Regions from separate parts of the Mus musculus genome. Here all the other regions are linked to region 1. The links are chromatin contacts, called in public HiChIP or PLAC-seq and promoter capture Hi-C maps. All regions are on one chromosome and are shown on one strand. The core of a region is the stretch at or near the end of the contact, and the rest is flanking DNA. Distances in the headings are between cores, read along the strand shown.

The links. HiChIP or PLAC-seq counts read pairs in DNA pulled down with a chosen protein or histone mark. Capture Hi-C pulls out chosen DNA fragments and counts their contacts.
Region 2: an H3K4me3 HiChIP or PLAC-seq map of bone marrow-derived macrophages shows a contact between it and region 1, with 9 times the contacts expected there. The contact joins the promoter of 2610300M13Rik here to the promoter of Tnip3 in region 1. A contact is called at or near these places in 12 of 39 promoter capture datasets (the 3T3-L1 cell line, 3T3-L1-derived adipocytes, cranial neural crest and 8 more), 2 of 484 Hi-C or Micro-C datasets (Th1 cells and cerebral cortex), 8 of 115 datasets of contacts at active chromatin or transcription factors (bone marrow-derived dendritic cells, bone marrow-derived macrophages, embryonic stem cells and 2 more) and 3 of 9 other capture datasets (adipose tissue, embryonic stem cells and liver).
Region 3: a contact with region 1 is called in a promoter capture Hi-C map of pancreatic islet. The contact joins the promoter of Smarcad1 here to the promoter of Tnip3 in region 1. A contact is called at or near these places in 1 of 39 promoter capture datasets (the HPC-7 cell line), 2 of 484 Hi-C or Micro-C datasets (CD4 T cells and LSK cells), 3 of 115 datasets of contacts at active chromatin or transcription factors (bone marrow-derived dendritic cells, memory CD8 T cells and pancreatic cancer cells) and 4 of 9 other capture datasets (adipose tissue, liver, macrophages and 1 more).

What each region holds. Positions count from the first base shown.
Region 1 is chr6:65,588,571-65,591,979 of GRCm38.p6, reverse strand. It overlaps Tnip3 (TNFAIP3 interacting protein 3), which reads right to left and starts at 1,582. Exons shown (of 8, transcript NM_001001495.2): 1 at 1,328-1,582. The coding sequence starts at 1,372.
Region 2 is chr6:66,464,726-66,468,134 of GRCm38.p6, reverse strand. 2610300M13Rik (a long non-coding RNA gene) reads left to right here and starts at 1,652. Exons shown (of 3, transcript XR_869151.1): 1 at 1,652-1,731; 2 at 2,370-2,624.
Region 3 is chr6:65,040,930-65,044,338 of GRCm38.p6, reverse strand. It overlaps Smarcad1 (SWI/SNF-related, matrix-associated actin-dependent regulator of chromatin, subfamily a, containing DEAD/H box 1), which reads right to left and starts at 1,748. Exons shown (of 24, transcript NM_001355250.1): 1 at 1,609-1,748; 2 at 894-1,133. The coding sequence starts at 1,083.

The sequences.
Region 1 (3,409 bases), core at 333-2,832:
TAGCAAACATTTGCAGTCTTGGATCTGGTGTCCCACGCACCCTCCAACCCCCCAGCAGTGTTCTCTGTACAAAAAAAAAAAAAGTAAAACACATTGACTCTTGGCTTTTATTTTATAAGTAAGGTTTCTGTACTAAATCTTTAAGAAAATCTACTTGTAACCACAGGAGTACTGATGTACAAGATTCTGAAATAGTCATTAAAAATGGAGACATTGAGAAGAGAAGATAGAGCACAGGGCTAGAAAGAGGTTTTGAAAGAAATATATCACCAGGAATTTCTAGATAGACTAGACTGGTCAGCTTTTTACCATGGATTCTATGCCTCAGGTACATTTTTAAACCAAGCAGAGTCAAACAAACACAAAGCTGTTCATATTTGGAGTAAGTTTTTGCGTGTGTTTTCTTTTCTTTTCAGTTTTTCTTCAGGTAGCAAAGTCATCTGATATCATAGTAAATACAAAGACATTTAGTCATTGGGTTCTAGGAAGGGCCTTCTTATAAAACAAGCAATCCTTCTAAACAATTCCTTATTATCATTTTCTGTGAAATAAAGTCTCTGTTGAAAATGTTTGGCTATTTCTTCTACCAAAACATTCAAGTCAACTGCTAGGACATTCAAGTTGTGACACAGCAAATTAAATATCGAAATGAACAAAGGAATTCCACTTAGTTTCTCATTATGTCTTGGGCAACTCTTTAAGAAGACTTTGAGATAATCCAGCAAGTTGGCAGAGTGGGTAATTCACAGGCCACTGAGACAAATAACTGAATTTGATCTCTGGGACCCACACCGTGGAAGGAAAGGCCTATCATTGGCAGGCAGTCAGTCTTCTGGCCTCCACAGTCACTCTGTGGCATATGTGTATGCACACATTTAAAATAAATGAATAAAAATATACTAAAACTAAGAAAGCATAATAATGAATTCATTGAAATAGTGAATGTTTTTTGTAATAGCTGAAACAAATTATAGCACCAGTTGAATATATTAATGTTATAAGTCTTTTACTGCTAAATATCTTATTTCTAATCACATCTTTACAGTACATGTTTTAGACTTTACACTGAACTAACTTCTTCTACAGAACAAAATCACATAGGAAAAGGAAACTGTGCAGATGTGGTCCTGTCATTTAGTAGAAGCAGCCCAACTCAGTGAGTTCAAAGCCAGTGACTTTTCATTTGTCAAATAATACTGGTTCAAATTCTGAGCAGGTCTCAATTGAAGAAGGTGGTTCAGCTACTGAAGTTCTCTACTCTTTGACCCCTCTATCATCGTGTTCTTGGCTCTGAGTATAGCCACCTTAACCTGACACATGCTCTTACCTCTGTGTGCTCCATGCAAGCTCCAGCCGCACTCAGTCCAGACATGTCCTGGGAAGACAAGGAAGCTGTTTTTCTGAGAGTCTTGTAAAGCAGAAGGAAAAAGAGAGAAAGAAAAGCTCTTATAGTGCCTTTCACGATGAGAACGGGCAAGCTTTGGAAAACCTATGTCTCTGTTGACTCGCGGTAGAAAATAATAACAAGTTCTCCTTAGACTCCAGCAGAAGTGACTGTATGTTAACCACACAGAATAAGGATGCATGAGAAGTGTGATTTTAACTTTTATTGGCTTCCATGTAACTGGGATTTCCCAGGATGTCTCAAGTAGGCAGGCAGTGACTAAGATGTGGGGCAGATTGGCCTTGCTATGTATATAAATTACCCTTCTTCCTTTAGAGCAGTTTCTCCTACTAGAGGAGGAAGTTTCTACCCACAGAATGCCTGGGGCTAACCTAGCTTTTCTTCTGGCCTAACTGCCAGAAATTTATCATATTTACCCAAGTAGTTAGGTCACTGTTGATTTTTTGACAGCTGATTTCTTGTTTCCTACGGGTGTGACTTTCCAGCAATGTCTCCTAAACATGAGTTTAGCTGTGTAGGCCATGGTGAGTCACATGCACCTGTGAGTGCTACGAACTATCACAGAAGCAAAAATAAATAATAATAATAATAATAATAATAATAATTCTTAACAAAATAAAATGTATGTTGCTTATACACCAAGCCTGGCTTTCATATTGAATACTCATAAGCTGAGTTCAAATTTTTTACCAAGGCATTTGCTTAAATCATTAGATCAATTTTTCCTCCAACATTTTGCTCTGCCTTAATTGGCTGGCTCCTTCCTGTCCTGCTACAGACCTTTCAGTTAATGGTGTACTGGAGATGGGCTGCATAGGGGGCTGAGGGCATTGAGGTGTACTGGAGATGGGCTGCATAGGGGGCTGAGGGCATTGAGGTGTACTGGAGATGGGCTGCATAGGGGGCTGAGGGCATTGAGGTGTACTGTAGATGGGCTGCATAGGGGGCTGAGGGCTTTGAGGTGTACTGTAGATGGGCTGCATAGGGGGCTGAGGGCTTTGAGGTGTACTGTAGATGGGCTGCATAGGGGGCTGAGGGCATTGAGGCATTGGAGCTGTTCTTTGGACGGAATCTTCTGGAACAGAAACAAGTAAAGAAGGGGTTGCTGAAATGAAAAAAAAAAAACTTCTTTAAGTTCAGTCACATGACTGGAGCCTTTTGTAGAGTCACCCCCATACAAATAGGATAAAATGAAAAACAAAACAAACAAAAAACAGAAAACTAGAAACAAAGAAAAAACTCTGGGACCATAAAAGTTTTAAAAGCAAGTGTGTACATTTCTGAGGTCTGACCTTCCTTTTCCATCTATCAGATAGTCAGTCTATCTCTCACTTTCTCCTACACTACTCCATGTTCCTGTCATATTAACTTACCTTAACAACCTGAAATGAGGCTTTTCTGTTCTCCCTTGTGCCCTTGAGCATGCCCCTTTGCCACCCTGCTCCCTGCCCATAGACCTGGTGAACTCAGAACCTCTCCTGTCCTCTGACTGTACCCTGTCTCTTCTCCCCAACCAGAGGGAACACTTCTCCAATTTTGACCATGAGTTTCTTTGTCACTGTGTTCATCTCTGTATCTACATGCTCTAGCAATATTAAACGTATTTCATAATATGAGAAGATTGGTGAATCTCTGATCTACTATACTCCAAATGTGTGGATTTTTGTAAGTGCATTTGCTTACTTCCTGCTATTTTGGGGGTGTGTTCTGAAGATACATATGAGTGAAAGAAAGTTGTGCTGCCTTAGAGCAATATCCAAAAATACCAGTGGGAGTCCAATTGTTCCTGTAGAGTTCTGAAGGTAAAAGTTATGACGCACACATGCTCTGAGTGTAGAGGAGAGAAACAGACGCTGGCGTGTTATCCACACCGAGACATGCTCATCAAAAATAAAAAAAAATCTTTAATGGGAAAGCAATTTTATTCCAACACACACTCATATAGCCTCCTTCCAGTCCCCAAATATACATACTCAGAGGAAGGTGTATACAGTTAAAAGTTCT
Region 2 (3,409 bases), core at 403-2,902, 880 kb before region 1:
TTAAAGTTAATCCCAAACTTAATTTTAGTTTTCCCAGGCTGTCTTTAAAGTTGATGTATAAATGAACATGACTTTGATCTTCTGACCTTCCTTCTCCCATCTCCCAAATTCTGGGATTACAGGCATTGCACACTCTGTCTGTGTAGAACTGGGGAAGGAACCCAGTGTTCATTCATGCTTGGCAAGTAGTCTACCATCTCAGCTACATCCTGGGCCCCACAAACATTTTAATGGCCTATTAAATTTTATCTGTACATATACATCAATCTTCCTTTACATTATGGACTGTAACATATTTGCCTTTATATATAGTTTTGGTGGGTTAGGAGAACACAGGAAAGTCTAAATTTAATTAAATAATCAATAACTGTGTATTGTGTACAGTCCAGGAGAACACATGCATTGAGCTAACAGCAAAATAAGCAGGTAACTAAGAATGTGAGGAGATATAAAGTTAATTTTCATGTTGTATTTTACAATTTGAATATTGTCACTCCATTACTTGCCAGCATTTCAAAGGTATTGTTACTATACTGTGCTATCTATAACTAATCAAGAAGTGACAGTAAACACACACAGCTCATAGAAGAGCTTCAGTTGACGTGTGTGCTGCTGCAGCTCTGATACTAAATAGTAAGACTGTCTAAATACATTATCAGAACTTTTGCCTACTTTTTCTCAGTTAAAAAGATATCCAGTTGTCTAAAACCTCTCAAAAATAACTTTCACGTTGTTATTCTCAGAATGAACATTTAGAAATGTTTGCAAAATGTATGATTATTTTTCGATCTAATGAACTTATTTTTTTCAAAACTGGCGATGGAACTCTGTACCTTGTGTGTACCAAGCAGCACAGTACCACTGAGATGCACTCTTCCTAAGCTAGAATATATGGAAATAGAACTTTCAGTTCATCTTTGTGTTCCTAGAACAGGGCAAATTCTGTTTGGTTCACCCAGAAACTGTGTTTCTACCAGGAAATGCTCATCAAAGACTTATAATTATGAATTTTAGATTCTTCAGTTGAAACAGAGAGTTGAGACTATTTTCCTGGATATATGCGGAAAAACAATAAGTGTTTTTTTTATAACGAAACATTGTAAGGACAAGGGCTAAGCTACTTTGGAAGTTGTGCTTATTCAACAATGGTAAGAAGGCTGTAGTTTTAATTTGTTTCAGTAGATGGCACTAGGGTCTCAAGTAAAAACTCAGTTTTAGGAAAAACAAAAAAAAAATGTCTTTACTATTTAAAACAAAGCAGATGTCATAAAAATCCATGGGACTATTATATGAATAATCACATACGTACAAACAAGTGGAAATTAAATATTCATCAGATATCTTGCTTCAGCTTTCTTAACCCTAAACAATTGTGGAAGATTAGATAGATTGAAGAGAGAAATAAACACAAACTTGAAGATTATAGTTCCGCAGAAAAGTCTCCAGGATGTTTTTAGTTACAGTTTCCTTGCAAGATTTATTTCTTTAAAATATTTTAAAGAATCACATTATTTTCTCCTTTTCTAGTTGTACTCACTAGCTGTTCACAACTTGGACACGGAAGAAAGCCTAGAAGATCTCTACCTAGAATTCACAAAACAAAGCAAGCACATACACGTTGTTTGAAAAGATTCCCTCCTTAGAAGCCTTGGCTCTTTTTGTGAACATTGTTAGGATCTACTCAGTGGAGAGAGCTGTAGTTTTATTCCTTCTGATATCTGAGACCAACAAGTAAGTGTTCACCCTGGAAGTCTCTCATTTTCTTTGACTGTTTCTTATTTTTTATACAAAGACTCACCATGTAGCCCAGGCTAGCCTAGAACATAAGATCTCTTCTGTCTCTTTCCTTAGTGTTGGGACTCCTTGATTTAAAACAATTACCCTTTATTTCTATCTCTTCTTATAGAAAACTGGGTATCTTGGATGTAGTGTTTGCAACTCTTTATTACAATCACTCTTTATCTTTTCCTAGGCTCAATGATTATTACCAGCTGGTTAAAATACAGTGTTTGTAAAACAAACCAGTATTTCCTTGTATACTTTAAAAGTATGATTATATTATATAAACATATTACAACTATTCTCATTTTCTTTAACCAGATAGAAGTTAATGATTAGAGAAATCCACATCTCTACTTAAAAAGTTTTAAAATACTATGAGAGGATATTGATGTAGAGAAAATTTTCATGGAAAATGTATGACATAATAATTACACAGTAATAAAAATATAGGAGCATAAAGACAAAAGAAGTACTGAGATTTTAATTCTGTGATTACACAATTGTGTTTTTACAAGGAGCTAAAACTGTTTGGCTTCAATAGTGTAACTTCCCAAAAGTCACTTTGTTGTGATGTCCCCAAATTCCAGAGCTTTCTCTTTGCCCTCACCCAATCCGACTCACTGGCTCATCTTTGGCTTTTGTGTGGTGTCTTCACTGAGTAAAGCCACGACAGAGGAATGGAACCACAGTCTCCTCCTGAGTCCACATCGTCCCCAGTGCAAACACGTGTTGCAAAGGATTTCAGTTTTACTATTGCAGTCAGTAGAGAAACCAACTGGGGATAAGTTTGAAGGACGTGCTGCTGATCTTAGATGCCTTCTTGAAGTCAACCACATAAGCAGGTAAGTTTTTATGCTCCTTTCGAGTAACTAAGTTTTTCTTTCTTTTTTCTTTTTTTCCATTTTACTTTGTTTTGAAGGGACACAGGGTTATGAGTCAGCGCTTTTAAGAGTCAGGAAGGAACCAATAGAAAAAGAGGATTCCCTGCTCTCTGCCTGTTTGATGGGACTTTATTACTGGAGTTTGCCACATGGCAGCAGTTACCTTAAGGTGGAATTTGGAGATGGCAGTGGAGAGCAGGGAGAAGCAGCACAGAGCATTGAAACGCCATAGAACCCGCACAGATGCAGGCTGGGATGCTTTTACAAAACATTGTTTCTGACGGAAAGTTCGACTTTGCCCCCTCCCCCTTAAATTACAGCAACAGATACAGGGAAGATTATTGTAAGATTATTATTGAAAAGGTTTGCCTGTTCTGTCAGTGTCCCTGAGTGTTAGTGTGGCTTTAATCCCTTACTAGCTATGTGGTAGTGTGAATGAATTTCTTTTTACCTTTTTTATTTTAAAAATAAAAACAAATAAATTACTTCATTACAGAGACACTACCTTCAAAAAATAACAGCATCCACAACAGCCCCTTATTGTCTAGAGTTTGCAACATTCACACTGAAATCTCGGGCAGTGAATACAACTTTGGCCCATTCAAAGGGATTTCTGGTGTGAGGCACATCACATCAAACAGGGCAGCTTTATCGTCCACCATGTTCTTCGTTGCCATGAACTCTGAGAGAACAGAATTTGTTCACAGGGTGAAACACATGTTTATGGTGTGAATAAACTTCTCAGA
Region 3 (3,409 bases), core at 499-2,998, 550 kb after region 1:
GAACCATGATGGAGAGAGACCCAACCTCTCACCGTGTTCTCTGACCTCCACACGCTATGGTGAGTCATATCCTTGTTCAAAATCCTCATGTGAACTTACTCCTCAGTTCTGCTTATCCATAATGCTCTGCTACAATTGGTTTGAATTTTTTTATTCACTAAGAGTTACAAACTATTCAAGTGAATTCTGGAGATTTCCAAAAAGTTAGGTGGAAGGAGTATTTCTTTAACCTTTATTTGGATCTAGATGTTATCTTCAAGCATCTGTCACATCTAGCTTGCAGAAAAGATCAGTGCTGGGGGAAGCATGAAACCCCATCTGCAATCACTGGAGAAGGTAAGGCAGGGAGGGACACTGCTTTCAAAAAGCCAGGAAAAGATGTCAGGTGCGGTGACATGTGGCTGGAATCCCAGCAACTGGGAGGCAGAGGCAGAAGGATCACAAGTTCAAAGCCATCCAGTCCACGCGGTTTCACACAAGCGCCAAGGCCACAAAGTCAGATCCTGCCTCAAAACAAACAAAAGAGACAGAACAAGGGGCGAAAAATGAAAATATTAGAATGGATGAAAACCTGTAACTAAATTAATAACCTTGAAGTCTACTAGAACTGCCTACATTCTTCTCTCAGTAGCCATTCTGACCCAAGAATTCTCTACACTCGGCTTTCAGCGTCCACCATTATGCTGAATCCCAAGAACTCCTACAAGTGAGACAATGGAGGTAAGGCTCGGGTTGGCAGGTAGTTGGTGGCTATGGCAGTCCCAATGCTGGATTTCAATGCACAAAACTGGAAACACTGTATCAATCTGTGTAACATTAAAGTGTAACAAAAAAGTGGATTCCCTCCTGCCTGTCACCTCCGGTTGTTATCAGTGTGCAACATTGTAACTCACCTGTTTTCTCAGTTACATCTGAGTCTGGGGTGTTTGCCCTGCTACCTTCCCCTTCAGCATTCTCCTCTTCAGCACTAAGAGAAATTGGTGACGAAGGACGGGCCTGGGAGGGCTGAGGGGCTGCTTCGGGTGCTTCCTCAATCTTACTCCTTTTCTCAAAGCGAAAACGGTCCAAGTTGAAAAGATTCATATTGGGAGGAACCACCACCCTGAGGGGGCTGACAGCTTTCAATGAACTAGCTGCAGGGAGGGAACAAAAAACAGGGGGATGAGGCGGTGAAAACAAGGAGCCACACAAAGCCACCACACTTGGCTCCCAGAGAAAGGGGGTCCGGCCGCACCGATGCCCGAGCCCGGTTCCGGCTGTGCTTTGTTAGGCCACACGGGGACGGCGGATTGCAGTCCCGGCCAAATGCCCGTCGCGCCCTCGACCCGGCCCGCGCGACCCCACGAGCCCGAGCCGACCCTCGCACGAGGTCCTCACCCGGGCCGCAGAGGTGCGCGCCCGCCTTCCCGCCACGCAGCCCGCACCGAGCGCCCGCCGCCTCCACAAAGCCCGCGAGGCCCGAGCCTCCGCCGCGGGAACACAAAGGGCCGAAGCGGGAGCGGCGCGCCGCCCGGAAGTAGACGCGGCGAGGCCCGGCCGAGGAGGAAGCTTGACAGGCCGGCGCGCCGCCGAAGGGAGCCCGCCGCCCGCACGCACGCACGCACTTACAGCCTGGCAGGCTCCTCGTTGGAACAAAGGTGGACAAGAACAAAATAATTCTTTGAGGGAGGCGACGGTAGCCTGGCCGGGACCTTCCAAGGCAGCGCTGGGCAAGCCACGGAGCGCGTAGTGATGACGCAACACGCAGCCCAGGCCTTGTTCTCCCAAGCGTCGCGTGGTCAGAAAAATGTCTGAGCGCGCCGTTGTCATGGTAACCTGTATCTATCTCTGCTAGATTCTAAGGCTGGAATTGTTTCTTGGTTCCTTTTCACCGCGCCGGCTACAGAGCTAATAAAACAATAAAACAAGATGAGAGCAAATGGCGTCGCAAGATACAATTAATTCGGAGCTTGTCGGTTATGTTCCACAATGTCAATATGCAATATAATTTTTCACTAAATTTATGTTCGTCGTTTCGAACGTGACAGTGTTTTAATTGTGTAATCTCAATCATTACAAGACAGTTTTACAAAATAAAAAAAACTGAGGCCTGGCGGGTAAAGGCGCTTTTTAAAGGTGCTTGTTACTAAGTTTGATGACCTGAGTTCAATCACCTAGAGCCACTTAGTAAAAGGAAAAAAACCAATTCTGAACGTTGTTCTCTGGCTTCCACAAGTGTTCTGTGAGACAGAGCGCGCACACACATACACACACACACACACACACACAGTCCTGCAGATGCTAAGTAATTAGTAAGAGACAATATCTGATACTTTTCAACACAAAGGCTTTGCTTGAGCTTCTCCACTGTTGACATGATTTTCCTTGGTTTTGTTTGTTGGCATTTTCTCTTCTAGTCGATTTGTGATACGTGTGCACCATGTTGGATATCCTTTCAGGAAATGATCCCATAGCACACCAAGAAGCAACAGACCAAGGAAAGCTCATACATCCTTTTCTGTGGTAGCCCACCTTCTCTGAGATTAATCTACTTAAAGGAGAACAACATTAATCCCTTGTCTGGACCATGGCCCCATCACTGGACCTCACCCTGAAAAGGTTTCCTTACCTCTCTACCCTACTATACTAGAAAATAGCTCGGGAAAAAAAATGAAAATAGCTTCTTCCACATACATCACCTTTTGAGTACACACACCAACCATACCCAAACCAAAGCAGTCACAATAGAACAGTAGCACATTCCAGATGGCATAAACACAAGGAAACATTTTCTCTGAGATCTGAAATACACTGAAAGTATTTTGTAGACCTATTCTGGCCTCCTTTCTAGACTTGTGACACCATGTTCTTGTGCCTGCACTTACCTTGTCTATGTCCACATTTCTTCTAATGAGAACATAATTTGTACAATATGGGAGCGTGTGCTAGTCACTTCATTTTAACTTCATTACCTTTTCTGAAGACCCTATGTCCAAATGTGGTCCCTTTCTGAACTACTTGGGACTCAGGACTCAACACGCAGAGTTTGTAAGAGCATAAACCAACTAATAACAGTCAACCAGAAAGGAGAATTCTGTTAAGGACAGATAATTTGGGGCTAGTAGTCACTTTGTTTATCCTTATTCCTTGAGACTCTAAAGAAGCCTTTAATCCCAGCACTTGGGAGGCAGAGACAGGCAGATTTCTGAGTTCAAGGCCAGCCTGGTCTACAGAGTGAGTTCCAGGACAGCCAGGACTACACAGAGAAACCCTGTCTCAATTTGCTTTTGAAACTTGAAGTCAAGGAAACAGTGTGGTGCAAGTACTGCTGTTCTAGCCCACAAAGAGTTTTCTGTACAAAATTTTGAGAATCAATAAAGATGGGAGAACTTGGAATGTTTGAACCACAGCTCTCAGAACTTTAGTAACA